Linked DNA regions of Mus musculus: all the other regions are linked to region 5. A link is a contact called in public HiChIP or PLAC-seq data. All regions are on one chromosome and are shown on one strand. Each heading gives the region's core, a stretch centred on a gene start, on an enhancer-like site or on the middle of the called end of the contact. The rest is flanking DNA. Distances are from core to core; before and after follow the strand shown.

The links. HiChIP or PLAC-seq counts read pairs in DNA pulled down with a chosen protein or histone mark.
Region 1: a contact with region 5 is called in an H3K4me3 HiChIP or PLAC-seq map of embryonic stem cells, with 13 read pairs. The contact joins the promoter of Atp5g3 here to the promoter of Wipf1 in region 5. A contact is called at or near these places in 4 of 39 promoter capture datasets (the C10 cell line, embryonic stem cells, hippocampal neurons and 1 more) and 9 of 115 datasets of contacts at active chromatin or transcription factors (the 230-238 cell line, bone marrow-derived macrophages, craniofacial prominence and 5 more).
Region 2: a contact with region 5 is called in an H3K4me3 HiChIP or PLAC-seq map of embryonic stem cells, with 10 read pairs. The contact joins the enhancer-like site here to the promoter of Wipf1 in region 5. A contact is called at or near these places in 3 of 39 promoter capture datasets (the C10 cell line, hippocampal neurons and stem cell-derived epiblast-like cells), 7 of 115 datasets of contacts at active chromatin or transcription factors (the 230-238 cell line, bone marrow-derived dendritic cells, effector CD8 T cells and 3 more) and 2 of 9 other capture datasets (adipose tissue and pancreatic islet).
Region 3: an H3K4me3 HiChIP or PLAC-seq map of embryonic stem cells shows a contact between it and region 5, with 16 read pairs. The contact joins the enhancer-like site here to the promoter of Wipf1 in region 5. A contact is called at or near these places in 12 of 39 promoter capture datasets (3T3-L1-derived adipocytes, the HPC-7 cell line, cranial neural crest and 6 more), 5 of 115 datasets of contacts at active chromatin or transcription factors (embryonic stem cells and stem cell-derived neural progenitor cells) and 1 of 9 other capture datasets (adipose tissue).
Region 4: a contact with region 5 is called in an H3K4me3 HiChIP or PLAC-seq map of embryonic stem cells, with 10 read pairs. The contact joins the promoter of Ola1 here to the promoter of Wipf1 in region 5. A contact is called at or near these places in 1 of 484 Hi-C or Micro-C datasets (embryonic stem cells) and 1 of 115 datasets of contacts at active chromatin or transcription factors (embryonic stem cells).

What each region holds. Positions count from the first base shown.
Region 1 is chr2:73,909,989-73,912,688 of GRCm38.p6, forward strand. Atp5g3 (ATP synthase, H+ transporting, mitochondrial F0 complex, subunit C3 (subunit 9)) reads right to left here and starts at 1,338. Exons shown (of 5, transcript NM_175015.3): 1 at 1,264-1,338; 2 at 967-1,072. The coding sequence starts at 1,005.
Region 2 is chr2:73,866,686-73,869,385 of GRCm38.p6, forward strand. The region is part of intron 4 of Atf2 (activating transcription factor 2); the gene reads right to left. Among named protein-coding and RNA genes, the nearest start is that of Gm10822, 24 kb to the right of the region's middle. Within about 2 kb of position 1,271, at least 58 of the 459 cell types and tissues checked have an H3K27ac peak or open chromatin away from gene starts, as enhancers often do. A contact at or near this core is called in embryonic stem cells, where this site is marked.
Region 3 is chr2:73,791,007-73,793,706 of GRCm38.p6, forward strand. No RefSeq gene overlaps it. Among named protein-coding and RNA genes, the nearest start is that of Chn1, 17 kb to the left of the region's middle. Within about 2 kb of position 1,430, at least 18 of the 459 cell types and tissues checked have an H3K27ac peak or open chromatin away from gene starts, as enhancers often do. A contact at or near this core is called in embryonic stem cells, where this site is marked.
Region 4 is chr2:73,213,049-73,215,748 of GRCm38.p6, forward strand. It overlaps Ola1 (Obg-like ATPase 1), which reads right to left and starts at 1,399. Exons shown (of 11, transcript NM_025942.2): 1 at 1,238-1,399.
Region 5 is chr2:73,528,077-73,530,776 of GRCm38.p6, forward strand. It overlaps Wipf1 (WAS/WASL interacting protein family, member 1), which reads right to left and starts at 1,411. Exons shown (of 8, transcript NM_153138.4): 1 at 1,251-1,411.

The DNA.
Region 1 (2,700 bases), core at 88-2,587, 380 kb after region 5:
ATTAGTCTTCAGTGACCTCTTGTGCAACTTTAAACTCTAAAGGAGAAAGCAGAAGAGAACGAACAGATTTATTATCTCTGCAATTAGCATGGCCTTTGGTCATTGTGCATACACAAAGCCAACCTAAAATTTTATGCTAATGAACCATGGAATGTTCTATTTAATCTATCTGTAAACAAAAATCCTAAGACCAATTAGTTACCAAGTGACTGAGTGTTGTGGAAGTTTCAGTAACTGTAGTGCTGTAAATTCAAGTAAGTTATGTGGGCTCATAAGGGTGTCGCTATGATTTTGATCATTTACAACAGTCCAGCAGCTAATGAAGCTCCTACAATTTTCAAAGGATTCCTAAATACCCACTAATTCTAAATTTACTATAGAGTTAAGCATTTTGATGTCAGCTTAACAGCCGTTGCAATACTCTCACTATAAGGACATCTGGCAGTCTGGCTTCTCTGCCCTTGAGTGTCCACGGACACTAAGGTCACAGAAAATCCCTCCAGAACCAGGACCCGATTCTCTAGCACAAATCTTTTAGATTCAGACTTCACTTAAAGCCTCCAAAAAAGCAAGCTTCGGGGCTCCCCAACACCTTTCTCCGCCCACACAAGGAAGCAAAGTCCCTCCCTCTGCAGCGGCGAGTTTGACCTACAGACGCGCACGGGAAACGCTGTGCAGGCAACTAGGCCTCAGCTGCCCCTTCCTGACTTCTCAGCACCCCGACCTTCGCGTCGACCCCAACTCCATAGGGACCGGGCGGTGGGGGAGGGGCGCGCTCCACGAGCAAGGAGGCTGTGACCTACGCCCAGAAGGCCTGTCAGCTAGGCCTCGGGGGGGACACATGGCCGGGAACTGTCTGCGGGCCCCAGGGTTGGGAGGGAGGGAGGGAGGAGAGGACATCGGGGCAAGGGTGAAGGAGAGCCGGTCCCTCGGCGTGAATGCTGGGCCGAGGCCCGGGTTACGCACCAGAGCGGGGGTGCGGGCGAGCTTGGCGCAGGCGAACATCTTTCTTCCTGGCGGCGCGGCGTGGATCTAGGTGACAGGCGACGTGGGCTCCTCTCCCGCTTCCTCTCTGCGGAGCGAAAAGAGGCTTAAGGTCAAGTGTCCCCCCCAGGGGCCTGTCCTTGCCACCCCGGCCCCGAGGGGCCCCGCGCAGGCGGTCAGCGTGGCCGCGTGCCCGGGAAGCGCAAGCCCGGTGGACAGGGCCGGGAGACCCGCTCCGCCCCGGCCCGGGCCCCGCGCCCTCCGTTTACCTTCGCTTACCTCCCGAGGCGGCGGCAGTGGCGGCGGCAGAGGTCGAAGCAGTGGGGCTGGGCGCGCAAGCGCGGTGCGGCTCTTATCCGCGCCGCAGCACCCGGATGGAGAAGGCGGGGGAAGACGCTCAAGGTCACTTTGTAACAACTTTATTGGTAACTCTCAGAGGAGGACAATGACAGGCCCCCTCCGTGACCGGCTGGCGGCCAGTGAAATGAAAAGCACACTGAAGACGACTCTTGGCTTTGTTAGTGTTACTAACGGTGCAGATAATTTTTAGTTGTTGTCGCTATCGCAGACTGAGCCTCGCTCCTTGCACGTGCCAGGCAGGGGTTCTCCCAGGGAGCTACAAGCCGACCCTGATTTGGCTTTTATTTCAAACAGGGTGAGTTGCTCAGGCAGGCCTTGAGCTCAGTATGTAAGTTAGGGAGAACCTTGATCGTCCACTTTCACCCTTCCAAGTAGTTAGCTTCTTCATAACCAACTCCAGCGGGATTATTTCTTTGTAAGACTCTAAAACAGGGTTTTTTGTTTGTTTGTTTGTTTGCTTTTGTTTAAGACGACAAATCTTTTCTCAGAAGACCTACCTAGAAGTCCTGGGAAGAACAAATGACGGTTCAAGAGCTTTGCAACTCTGTAGACTAGGCTAGCCTTCAACTCACAGAAATCCTCCTGCCTCTGTTTTCCAAGTGCTGACATTAAAGCCATGTACCACTGTGTTCTGCTGCCTTCCACCATTATAACTGGGAGAATTAAGAGATAATAATGTATCATCATTTCGGACTAAAAAAGTGCCTGAATAGTTTTCAAAATCTATTCAGCACCCAGTTCTGATAACTTTGAACAAACCAGATGGATGCAGAAATGTCTCAGATAAATGGCTGTAGTTCAACGTCTGGTCTTCTTATTGATTTTTTTAAAATAGTTTTTTTGAGATAATATAATCTCATAGGTTCTCCCCTGTTTTAGGGTTTTAATGCTGTGAAGAGACACCACGACTACCGCAACTCTTAGAAACAAACAAACAAACATTTAATTGGGGCTGGCTTACAGTTTCAGAGGTTTAGTCCATTTTCAGCATGGCAGGAAGCATGGCAGTGTTCAGGCAGACACGGTGCTGGAGACAGAGCTGAGAATAGCTGAAGGAAGAAGGCAGGCAGCCAGAAGAGACCACTGTTAGCCATTATGCTTGCCTTATGCTTCTGAAACCTCAAAGCCTGCACCCCCCCCCCCCCCAGTTACACACTTCCTCCAACAAGGCCACACCTCCTAACGGTGCCATTCCCTATGGACCCGTGGGGGCCAATTTTTTATTCAAACACCACTCCCTCCCATTTCCTCCCCCCTCCTCCTCCTAGACACTTCTTGACTTTTCAAATCTGAGGCCTCTTTTTCTTTAGTTTTATATACATATTTAGTTGTATGTATATATGATATGTTTTTAGA
Region 2 (2,700 bases), core at 21-2,520, 340 kb after region 5:
TGTTTTAATAATTATTGCTTTACATAGTAAATAACTCAATGTAAACAATATTTTAGTTCATCAAACTTCTTTTGAAAGTTGTTAAAATACAGCTGCAAATTCTTTGCAGTGCTTTTCACAATGAGTTTATGTTCCTTCCCTTGACTCGAGGTGGGTTCATAATTATTTCAATTAACAGTGCTGTGGAAATGGCACAAGGTTAGGTCCCAAGTCTTATACCCTCTGCTTGGTCATGCAGAACTTGCTTGGTCTTCAAACACTACTACTCAGGTCATTCATTCTAGGTTAGAGTCTTATCATCATGATGAAATAGGGCATTCAAACCTCCCACATGAAGGTTGATTCACCAAGAAACAGACAAATTGCCTTGCTATACTATGTCAACTTCTTGATCTATATAATCTGTATTGTTTTGTCACAACTAGGTTTGGAACATCTCTGTATAGGTATGACTTATCTTAGTAATAATATATCCTTTCAAGCTTAAAATTTTTACAAACCAGGGATAGAGATACAGTGAGGTGAAAAAAGTGATTTGTTTGCAAACCTAATATCTGGCTCAACAGAATAAGATGGTTGAATTTTCATATTTGCTTCTGATACTCAACCTGCTGTGACATATTCAGACAGCTTATGGAGAAACTCTTACTTGTTCTTTTTTTTTAAGAGTTATTTATTATATGTAAGTGCACTGTAGCTGTCTTCAGACACACCAGAAGAGGGCATCAGATCTCATTACAGATGGTTGTGAGCCATCATGTGGTTGCTGGGAATTGAACTCAGGACCTCCGGAAGAGCAGTCAGTGCTCTTAACCACTGAGCCATTTCTTCAGCACCCACTTGTATGTTCTTAAAGAATGAAAGCAAAATAGGGCAAATAACAAATTAGTACTTATTATGACAGTGGCTTTTACTGCAGACTTCAGTCAGAAAGGACATTTGGGACCCATATAAATTCTCGAACAACTTTATAGAAATTGATAGTACAGTTTTGTTTTTTAAATACTGCACTCTCAAAAAAGCCAGATTTTTTTAGACACACACTGTTAAGTAAGACAGTTTCCCTTGCCTTGAGCATGGGAAACCCAGAGGCCCACCTGTCACAAGCCACACCTAAGCCATGACTACATGTACAAGTACATGGTAGACAGATGGGAAAGACAAGTGGAACAGATTGAAAATTATGAAGAGGCCGCCCTCTCGCCTGTCACGTTGAACGCACGTTCGTGTGGAACCTGGCGCTAACCCATTCGTAGACGACCTGCTTCTGGGTCGGGGTTTCGTACGTAGCAGAGCAGCTCCCTCGCTGCGATCTACTGAAAGTCAGCCCTCGACACAAGGGTTTGTTAAAAAAAAAAGAATTATGAGAGAGGTAGAACTAGAGGGTGGAGAGGAACAGTCTGATGTGAGTAGCCTGTCCTACCACCTGAGGCCATGGTGAAGTCCCAGCCCATGCTGCTGCTGAGGGCCATATTTGGGTCTGTGGCCAGGCAGCATCAGGGGTCTATGTCAATGTTTGTGGGGTGAGTAAGCTGGCCAGGAGGGTATAAGAGCTAGTCTTGCCACTTGGCTGGTTGCACTAAATGAGCTAGCTGGGACAGTGCTGAAGAGCTCCCCCTGGTGTTATGCGTGCATTGGTTGGGGGTGGGGTAGCAGGAGAGGTGGTGGACTGACCAACTCAGCTACCACTCAGGCCCAGATTCAGGGTTAGCTTACTCCAGGCATCTACCCCATTTATGAGCTGCTAGAGAATGTGAAAGGGCCAGAGCTGCAGATCCAAACCTAGAGGATCTCCACAACAGAGGGCAACAACAGAATATCTGAGAGGAGTTCCTGTGAAGATCCAGTATTGACAGTATAGCAGAAGCCAGAGGCCTCGAATCAGATCAATGACTCATTGTGGATAAACAGGTATAGTGTATGACACACTGTGACACACTGTAGGTTCTAGAACAAAATTTTTTTTTTTTACGTTTTGTTTGTTTTTCTTTTGGGGGATGTTGTAAGGGCAGAGGACAGATATGAAAGGACAGAAATGAGTGGGATTAGGGTACATGATGTGAAACTCACAAAGAATCAATAAAAAGTCCATGATCCATGTTCCTGCTGACTGTAAAGGGCAAGGAAGCTAATTTTGCTGTGGTACTGATGACTGTAGACTCATAGTTGAGAAAGACATAGAAGATCTATACCTTACACTATTACTCTGCCCCCCAAAGTAACAGCCTACACAGAAAACCAAGGGAGAGAATTCTTAACAAATGTGGTAAGGATGCTGAAGAGTAGCTCTCCACAGCTGAGGAAGGACTCAGTTTTAAGGAGCTGATTATCAGGAGTCTGATCACGCTCCCATGAGTATAAGCGTAACACAAATTGGGGGGGGGGTTTTCTCTCTTTTCCTTTTTTTTGGGGGGAAGGGGTCCAGAAAGATGGGGAGTGGACCTTGGAGGACTAGGAATTAAGTGTGATCTGGGTTCCTAATGTATATAAGACTTAAATAATTAATAAAAATATTATGGAAAGAAAAATAATGTCTGTACCTCAAAATCTACTGTTATAAGTATCGTTCTGTTGTATTTTTTTTGAATCAAGGTCTCATGTAGACCAGGCCAGCCAGCTTTGAGTGCCTGATGCTGACAGCTTCTTTTATTTACTTATCTTCTTTCTTTTCTTTTTTTTTGTTTTTCTAGACAGGGTTTC
Region 3 (2,700 bases), core at 180-2,679, 260 kb after region 5:
TTTGACCAAATAGAGGCATCAAGAGCCAGTCACCGCTGGAAATCTTTTTATATATTTAGGAAAGCAATGCGCAATTGTAAGAAAGTTAATGAATATTTTAGAGTCATGGGAATAAGTATAAGATGATCAGAAGACCAATTGGCTAAGTATATGTTAAATTCATTTTAATTGAAACTGCTGCCAGTAGGCTTTCCTCCTCTGTATGATCATGTCTTTTCATTCTCAGTCAAGTCTCACTATATTGCCAAGGCTGGTCTCAATTCTGGGCTCTGGCAATCTTCCTACTTCTGTCTCAAGTAGCTGGTGCCACAAGAGCACAACACATGCCTGACTATTTGTACCATATACACCTGAGTGGCTTAACTCCTGGTTATCGTGATCTTGATTGTGAGGATGGCCCCTGAGCCAGCATCCTCACATCATCTGGTGACAGCAGTCTACTCTAACAAGCCCTCCCGGTAACTGTGATGCTCGATACCTTGGGTACCACCATTCCAACCCTTCACACACCCAAGCTGGAACTGGCTCTAGCCGCTTCACAAACTGCATTTACATGTAGCATATCAGGAGCTGGAGGTATGATACATACAGGTCTCCACATGTGTTAAACTCCTCAAAGCTCTGCACTCTAAGTGTTTTTGTCTCCGCGTGGGGATCTCCCCAGGATCCCTGACATCATGGACCATTCCACATATTGTCAGTCAAGGTGTTCTGTTTGCAGCAACCCTCAAGGGTTACTGCATTCAGTTTAGTAATAAGTGACTTCCAAGTGTGACATCACCCCAGTACTATCTCCGGGTTGTGACGTATAGCCCAAGTAAGCTCAAACGAGCCATCTAAATTGGCAGGTCAGAGGAATTGCTGGTCCTTGAAGCTGGAGAAGGGAGGCATGGGAATTTAGGAATTAGTAAATCAAGCTGACTGAACAACACATGTAAGTCTTAAGCATAGAGGCTGTGAAAGGTGCAAGGTGCAAGCAACGACAGCAGGCCTGTCCAGGCAGCTTCAGCAGTAGACTGTTACACAAACGCGCGCGTGCGCGCATGCACGAGCACAAGCATGGGGGAAATCCTACTGGACTGCATGCAGATCTGGCGGGCACCTGCTGACTGCCTTGACCTTCAGTAGTGGTAAAGTGAGGCCACCTGACAACCATGGTATCAATTGTGCAGCCAGCCTCACAACTGTAGACATTCTTTACACAGGCTCAGGGGCAGGACTGGGGGCATCTGCGTCTTCAGAAATGTAAACACATCCACTGAGCTCCCTCGATCACACCTGGCCTCACAGAGACTTGCCTTCTTCACCAACCACTCCCTCTTCCGGTTCTTTCAGAGAATCCATCTTTACATCTTGTTGCCACACTGCAGGGAGACAGCATCACGTATAGTGATCAGCGGTGAAAGAGCAAAGCGCACCAGCAGGTGGACCCAGAGGCCAAACTATCACATGCTACACGGAGGCTCCAAGCCCGCTCCTCCAAGCCGGCTTTGGGGTCCTTAAGGTTGTTTTCTATTTCCTCTCACCTTCTGAGTTAGGTGTGACTTTTAAAAGCTCTCTACAAGTTGCCTTTCAGCTCCGCCCTGCCCAGCAGTATAAACAAACATTGTAAGATCCCATTGGGATCATGAAGTTTCCGTTCATTTTCAGGGCTGGGAAGCAGTCCCAGGGCTTTGGGGTCCAGCTCATACTGTGACAATTTAATTTCACTGGATCAGATGCTTCTTGGTTTCTTTGCCGACTCAGCACCCAAGCCACCTTTCAGTTTGGTGAGAGCTGGTGGAGAAAGGCCTCCCTTCCTCTCTAGCATCTCAGAGGGGCAGAGAACAGCTTTCTCCGTCCTTGGGGAGCCCCATCTCCAGTGCCTCCGCGCCTGCTATGACCAGTTTGATGACAAAGCAGAAATGCAAAGAGGAGGCACTACTCAGAAATCACTGGAGGGGACAACAGTGTTGTGACTTGGTTGTGGGAGGGTGGTGTCAGGACTCTAGCAGTTCCCTACCTACAGACTCTTTGAATTATGGAATTTCCTAGACCACCTCAGCCTGATATCATTTCTCAAATGTCTTTGTTTCAAATTCTAGGTGTGCCCTTCAGCTGTACAGGAGATCTGATTCCGAGCCTGATCATCTTTGATCTCTAAAACATAAGCCAGGACAGTAAGTCCTGTAACTACAAGTCCTATAAACTTACAATGCAGAACTATAAACGTTCATAGCCACTTTAAAGTCAGATTGCAAAGAAGGCACCTTAATTTATTCTTTGGAGACATTTATTTATTTATTTATTTATTTATTTGTTTTGTTTTGTTTTTTTGAGACAGGGTTTCTCTGTATAGCCCTGGCTGTCCTGGAACTCACTCTGTAAACCAGGCTGGCCTTGAACTCAGAAACCCGCCTGCCTTTGCCTCCCGAGTGCTGGGATTAAAGGCGTGCGCCACCACGCCCGGCTTCTTTAGAGACTTTTAATAGTGCAAGAAGGGTACAATTTCTCAAGCAATAGAAGAGTTATCGTCATCAGAATACCTTTCTAAAGCAACCTCTAGCCTCGTCCCACCCCCACCCCCACCCCCTTCTCTGCAGTGCTCAGTGTTGAACCCAGGGTCTTATATGTGCTAGGCAAATGCTTCACTCTCAGGCTGCATCTCCAGCCCTCTCTTATGTTTTTTGACCAAGTAGACTATAGTGCCAAAGCTTCCCC
Region 4 (2,700 bases), core at 149-2,648, 320 kb before region 5:
AACCTACTGTCTGTACCAATCCACAACTAAAATATGAGCAAAACCCATACTTTTTTTGAGGGGAGGGTCTCTGTAAACAGATCTGATTCTAAAATGTGTACATGTATCACTTCTGAGTAGTCCCAGAAACACTGCAGCAGCGGGAATCAAAGATAAACTTAAAACTTAGTTCCAATCCTCCGTGCTGGCTGCCGACAACCGCCTTCTTAACCTGTCATAGTATTTGAAGGAAAGCATTTGGAAGGAGAAGAGACACAAGTCTAAGGAAGCCCATTACAGAAACACCAGCAACCATGTCACCTCTCGCCAATCATTCCTCCACCGCTTGGAACCCGCCTCTCTCCACAACTCAGCGTTCACCACACTGATGGTCACTACTAGGCCTGGAGGTCCTTCGAAGCCAGACCTTTTTGCCTTTGACACTGTAGGTAAGCTTACCGTCAGTCCTTATTAAACAGTTTTTGAAACCCACACTCTACACTGGATACTTTGAAGGCACTCACCTTGTCGTTCCTTTTCAAGATCCAACCTAGAGCTTTCATGTATGCTAAAAGCAAGCGCTCTACCAGTAGGCTATATACAGCCCTATTTCAAATACCTTTTGATTGACAAGTCCAAACTTTCTGTCTTTTCTTGTCCTGGCTCCAAGGTCCACTGTGCAAAATTGATCTCACTTTTAACACTGCAACAGGAACCTACGAGGAACTGCAACCTTGCGCGTCTTAGAACCTGGAAACTAAAACTGTCCCTGCCTTCTGGCTGGTTGGACCTCCTAGAGCCACGCTGCTCCTCCCTCCTTCTCCCCACTCCGCCTGCTCCAGAAGTGATACTCCAACCTGTAATCCCAGACCGGGAGGCCAAGGATCTCCCATTTTGGGGATCCTGACACCTGTTCCGGGCCTCCAATGAACAGCTGCATGGGGAGAGCCCGTCCAGTCCTGGAGCCTACAAGGGGTGACCTACAAGGGGTGCCCCCGCAGTCCAGCCAAGCAGGACCTCCGCACACCACCCTTCCCCTCCTGACCCGGCATTGGCGTCCCGCCCTGAGGCAAGACTTTCCCCCAGACTGCGGCGAGAGCCAATCTCGTGGCCGCGCGGCCTAGTCCGAGGGCGCCTCATTCATCCACATGCCCCAAGCTGTCCGCTGCCCTCAGCCCGTCCCGGCGGCCGGTCTCCGGCCTAGCGCCAGCCTCGGAACCACTGGCCCGGGAGCCCACGGGCTCCTTCGGGGACTCACCGTGCACCGGGCTAACGATCGCACGGGGTCCCGGACTGCAAAGACCGGTGTCGCCGGCAGCCGGAGGTGGGGAAGAAGGCGGAGAGAGCGCAAGCCCGGCCCTCCGCCGAGCCGCACGCACGACGGCAGAGGCGACGGAACGGGCGGGCCGGGGCGGCACCTGTGCGCAGGCCACGCCCCCACAGGGTCACGCCCATTGGCCCGGATGCCCGGGCCCGGATGGGCGGGGCCTACGAGGAGGAGGGCGCTCAGCAGCACCGGGTTTCTGCGTCTCTCTACACGTGGGCTTCCACCGAGCCTCCAGGTTTCTTTCAGCTCCACTGCTCCGGTTCCGGGCTCCTGCTTCGTCTGGGATCTATCTTGTCCCTGACTGATCGTGCCCAGATCAGCCTTTGCTACCTGCACGGAGCCGCCCTTCTCCCCTTTCCAGTAACTTCTTTCAGATGGGTTAACGATGAGAAGCCATTAAACTTTCTTCAAGGGAAAAATGGACCAAGGAAAATTTCGGATCCAAGACGCACTTAACAGCCACAGAAGTGCATAAAACATTTAAAGAGTCACCATCTTCTTCCTCGTCGCCGCACATACATCCCTTTCCTCTGCGAGGTTAAGAACTATGAGAAGGAAACATGATTTCTTCCTGGTTCTAAAATGAGACTACTGCGATCCATCTCATAAGGCTATTGGTAGGATTAAATCAAATAATATGTATAAAGTCACCTTCTAACTACACTATGAGCTCCACTGGGACAAAAAGGTGTTTATTAGGTTTTCTCCAATGACTTTCAAGTATTTGTTACAGTGAATGTCCAGAAATTATAATTTTTTTTCAAACATACCAGTTGCAAATAAAAGAAAAGAGTGTGAATTGGTTGCTAATCCCCAATTTGCAGATGACAGAATAGTATCAGAAAAGTATCAGGTAAAGTTTCACAACTAAACTAGTGACAGAAGACACATGTCAAACCCTGATCTCTCTGCAAAAATCTGAGTTTTTTTTTTTAATTATGTTTATTGCCTATTGTATGTGTGCTTGTGTGGATTCGCTCTTGTATACAACAGTTCTGGTGAGGTCAAAGAACAGCTTGGAGTCAGTTCTCTCGTACTTTGCAGGTTCTGAGAATGAAACTCAGATTCGTAAGGCTTAGCAGCAAGCACCTCTCCATACTGAGCCATCTCACAGATCTAGAACTCTTCACTTTCTGTCAGAAACTTTTTGAATGGTGTGACTGACAAGCAGCAGCTGAGCCACTGTTTGTAATAAAATTGCATTAAGGTTTTTCTGTCACCCCGTGAGAGTGATCTTAGGAAAGCCTTAGAGCTCTTTTGATACATTTTAAAGACAGGGTCTTTGTCTTTAGTTTTGCTATTGGTTAAAGATTGTTACTGTCAAAGCAGTCACGTAAGTCCTTACTTTCTACAGTTACTAATGCACTACACACTCAGCCTAGTATCCTTGTCAT
Region 5 (2,700 bases), core at 161-2,660:
TCATGTGATTCCCAAAGAGAAAAGCTACTCAGGGAAGACGGTGATGTCGCTGAGCGGATCCAGAACACTTGGAAAACCCAGTCTGCAGCTTCTCTTCAGCCGGCAACCGGCACTCACAGATATGTGTACGATCTGTACACATATGTGTACACCACCCCATGCCTCTGAGAGGATCAGCCTGGTGAACCGCAACTGGCAGGTAATCAGGGTAGAAGGCAGTGCCCTGAGCACTGTAAGAAGCAGAGAGCCCATAGTTTATGAAAGACTTTCTCTCTTTAAGAAGTCAAAAACATGATCTACAAACTTTTAAGTTATTTATCAATTATTGAAATAAGCATTTTTTGAGGAGGCAAAAAAAAATCTATCAAATGAAAATACAGTATTCAAATTATATGGAAGCTGTTAAAAGAAAACCTACCCAGGCTGCACACGTGTCCGCTGTCCCTGTGGGTCTACCTGCAGGCCCGCTCAGGAACCAGAGAGATGAAGGGCAAGGAAGATCCAAGACAGACTAGCGATTTTCAGAGAAAGAGACCAAATCTGCTCACTGTAGAAACCCTGAGGGGTTAGGAGCCTATAGCCCGGGGATATTCCTTGGAGATTAAGCAAGACCCAGTCAAACCAGGTTCCACACAGACACACCTTTTGTTAATCTGAGTTCAAAGTCTAGCCACAAACCGAGGATCTGGGTCATCCCTATTGGATTTCTCTTGCACTAGTTAAGTTTCACTGTTCTTTCTTTGAAAAGAAAAGCATGCTAAAGTAGCGGGAGATGAAGGCTGAAGGGAAGCGGTCCACGATTTAGGGAGAGGCCCCGGGCGCAAAGCCCTGACCCGAGCTGGCCGCCCTTTCAGGAGCAGACATAGGCACCTAGAGCGCGCCCATACCCGGGATCAGGCTGCCCGGGAGCACTGGAGCCAAGTTCTGGGAGCCCTAAACTCCAAAGTCACCCGCCCTCGGTGGAGATGGAGTTGCAGATGCGGTTCCCGGGCATCCCAGGGAGACCGCGGTTAGATCCATCGGGTCCACGGGCGGTCCTGGGTCGGTGCAGCCCCGCAGCGCTCAGCGGGGATCGCGGCATCTCGAGCCCCGGCAGCCGCCGCCCCTTCCTCCCGCGCGGGCTGGACCGCGGGCCTGAGCGGGGATCGCTCCCCTGGGCGCCGAGGACGCGGCCCCGACAACCCGCCCGTCTGCACCCCAACTCCGTGCACCCCGGACGCGCCCTGCATGGTGGGGCGCGGCTCCCTTACCGTGCAGCGGCTCCGGGCGGCTCCTCGGCCCCGCGGCGCGCGGGGCATTTTTTTCTGGGAAACTTCTCTCTGGGTCCGCAGGGCTGAGCCGGGGCGGGCAGGAAAAGCGCTCCGCGCCGGGAGGCTGCGACCATCCGGGAACTTCGCCGAGATGTGCGCCCTCCCCCTCGGCCCGCGTCCTCCCCCTACGGCCCCCGCCACACGCGGACGCCGAGGCAGCCGCTGGCCCTTCGCCCTTCGCCCTCGCCGCGCCCTGACTTCCGAGGCCGGCGGGACCGGAGCCTGGGCTGGGCTCTCCCCGGGGCGGAGGCCGAGGGGTCCGGACCTGCGTGCGCCCAGGAGCCGGACCTGGAAGGGATACCCAACCCAAGACGCTGTCCCTAGAAACTACCCGGGCCTCCGAGTGGGGTGCTCTCCCCCCAACACAGGGAAAGCCTTTTCCGGTCATCTCCACTCCGCTCCCGAATCAGAGGGCGCCCCCCGCTTTGAGAAACTTAAAAGTTTCCATTCACTGTAAAAACTGGCTTCTAAGATGGAGTGGCCCCACTGAAGCCCAAGGGCCACGCGCGTCCCCAATCCCCGCCCACTGGGAGCGCACAGCTCTTCCCAGGGTAAGGTGCCTATCGGTTGGGATTCTTGGAATCTTTTTTTTTTTTTTTTCCACCGACTTCTGCAAACATAGAAAGATCAAGAGCCGAGCGAGTATAAGGAGAAACCCGAGGCCCTTTCACATGGCTCTTGCCAGTTCTCAAAAACACCACTATCAGGCCTTAAAGGCAAGTTAACACTGGGATGACACATTAGAACATATACATTTGAAAGACAAAGACAGTTATGGTCAGTATAACTACTGGACCGGATAGTAAAGCTACCGAGACGACGTAGCTCTCTGGGTAAAGGCAGGGAAGCTTTGAAAGATGCACCTCAGAATGTGGCATCTAGAATGCCTCGGCTTCAGGCTTTCTGTGCTGAGTTGTCCCTATGTGTGCAGTCTCTGTGACATGCTTCTGGCGGATACGATAATCCTGGAAAGACAGCGACAGGGCCACCTCTCCTAAACTCTTATTAGCGTTTTTTTTTGTTTTTTTTTTTGTTTGTTTGTTTGTTTTTTTTTTTTTTTTGGTAGGAGTCTCTAAATGCACTCTTTCCTTTTTGTTTTGTTTTTGTTATTTTTAGGTCTCACCATGAATTCCAGGATGGTTACAAACTCCCACTGTTAACTGTATTCGTCTAAGGTCTATGCTATATTTGCCTTTTATGTATGTATTTATTTAATGTGTACAAGTGGTTTGCCTGCAAATATATCTATCTGTATCATGTGCTTGCCTGGTGCCACAGAGGCCATAAGAAGGTGTGGGATGCCCTGATAATGGAATTACAGACGGTTGGGAGCTACCACGTAGATGCTGGGAATCTAAGTGTCCTCTGTTAAGAGCAGCAAGTGCTCTTA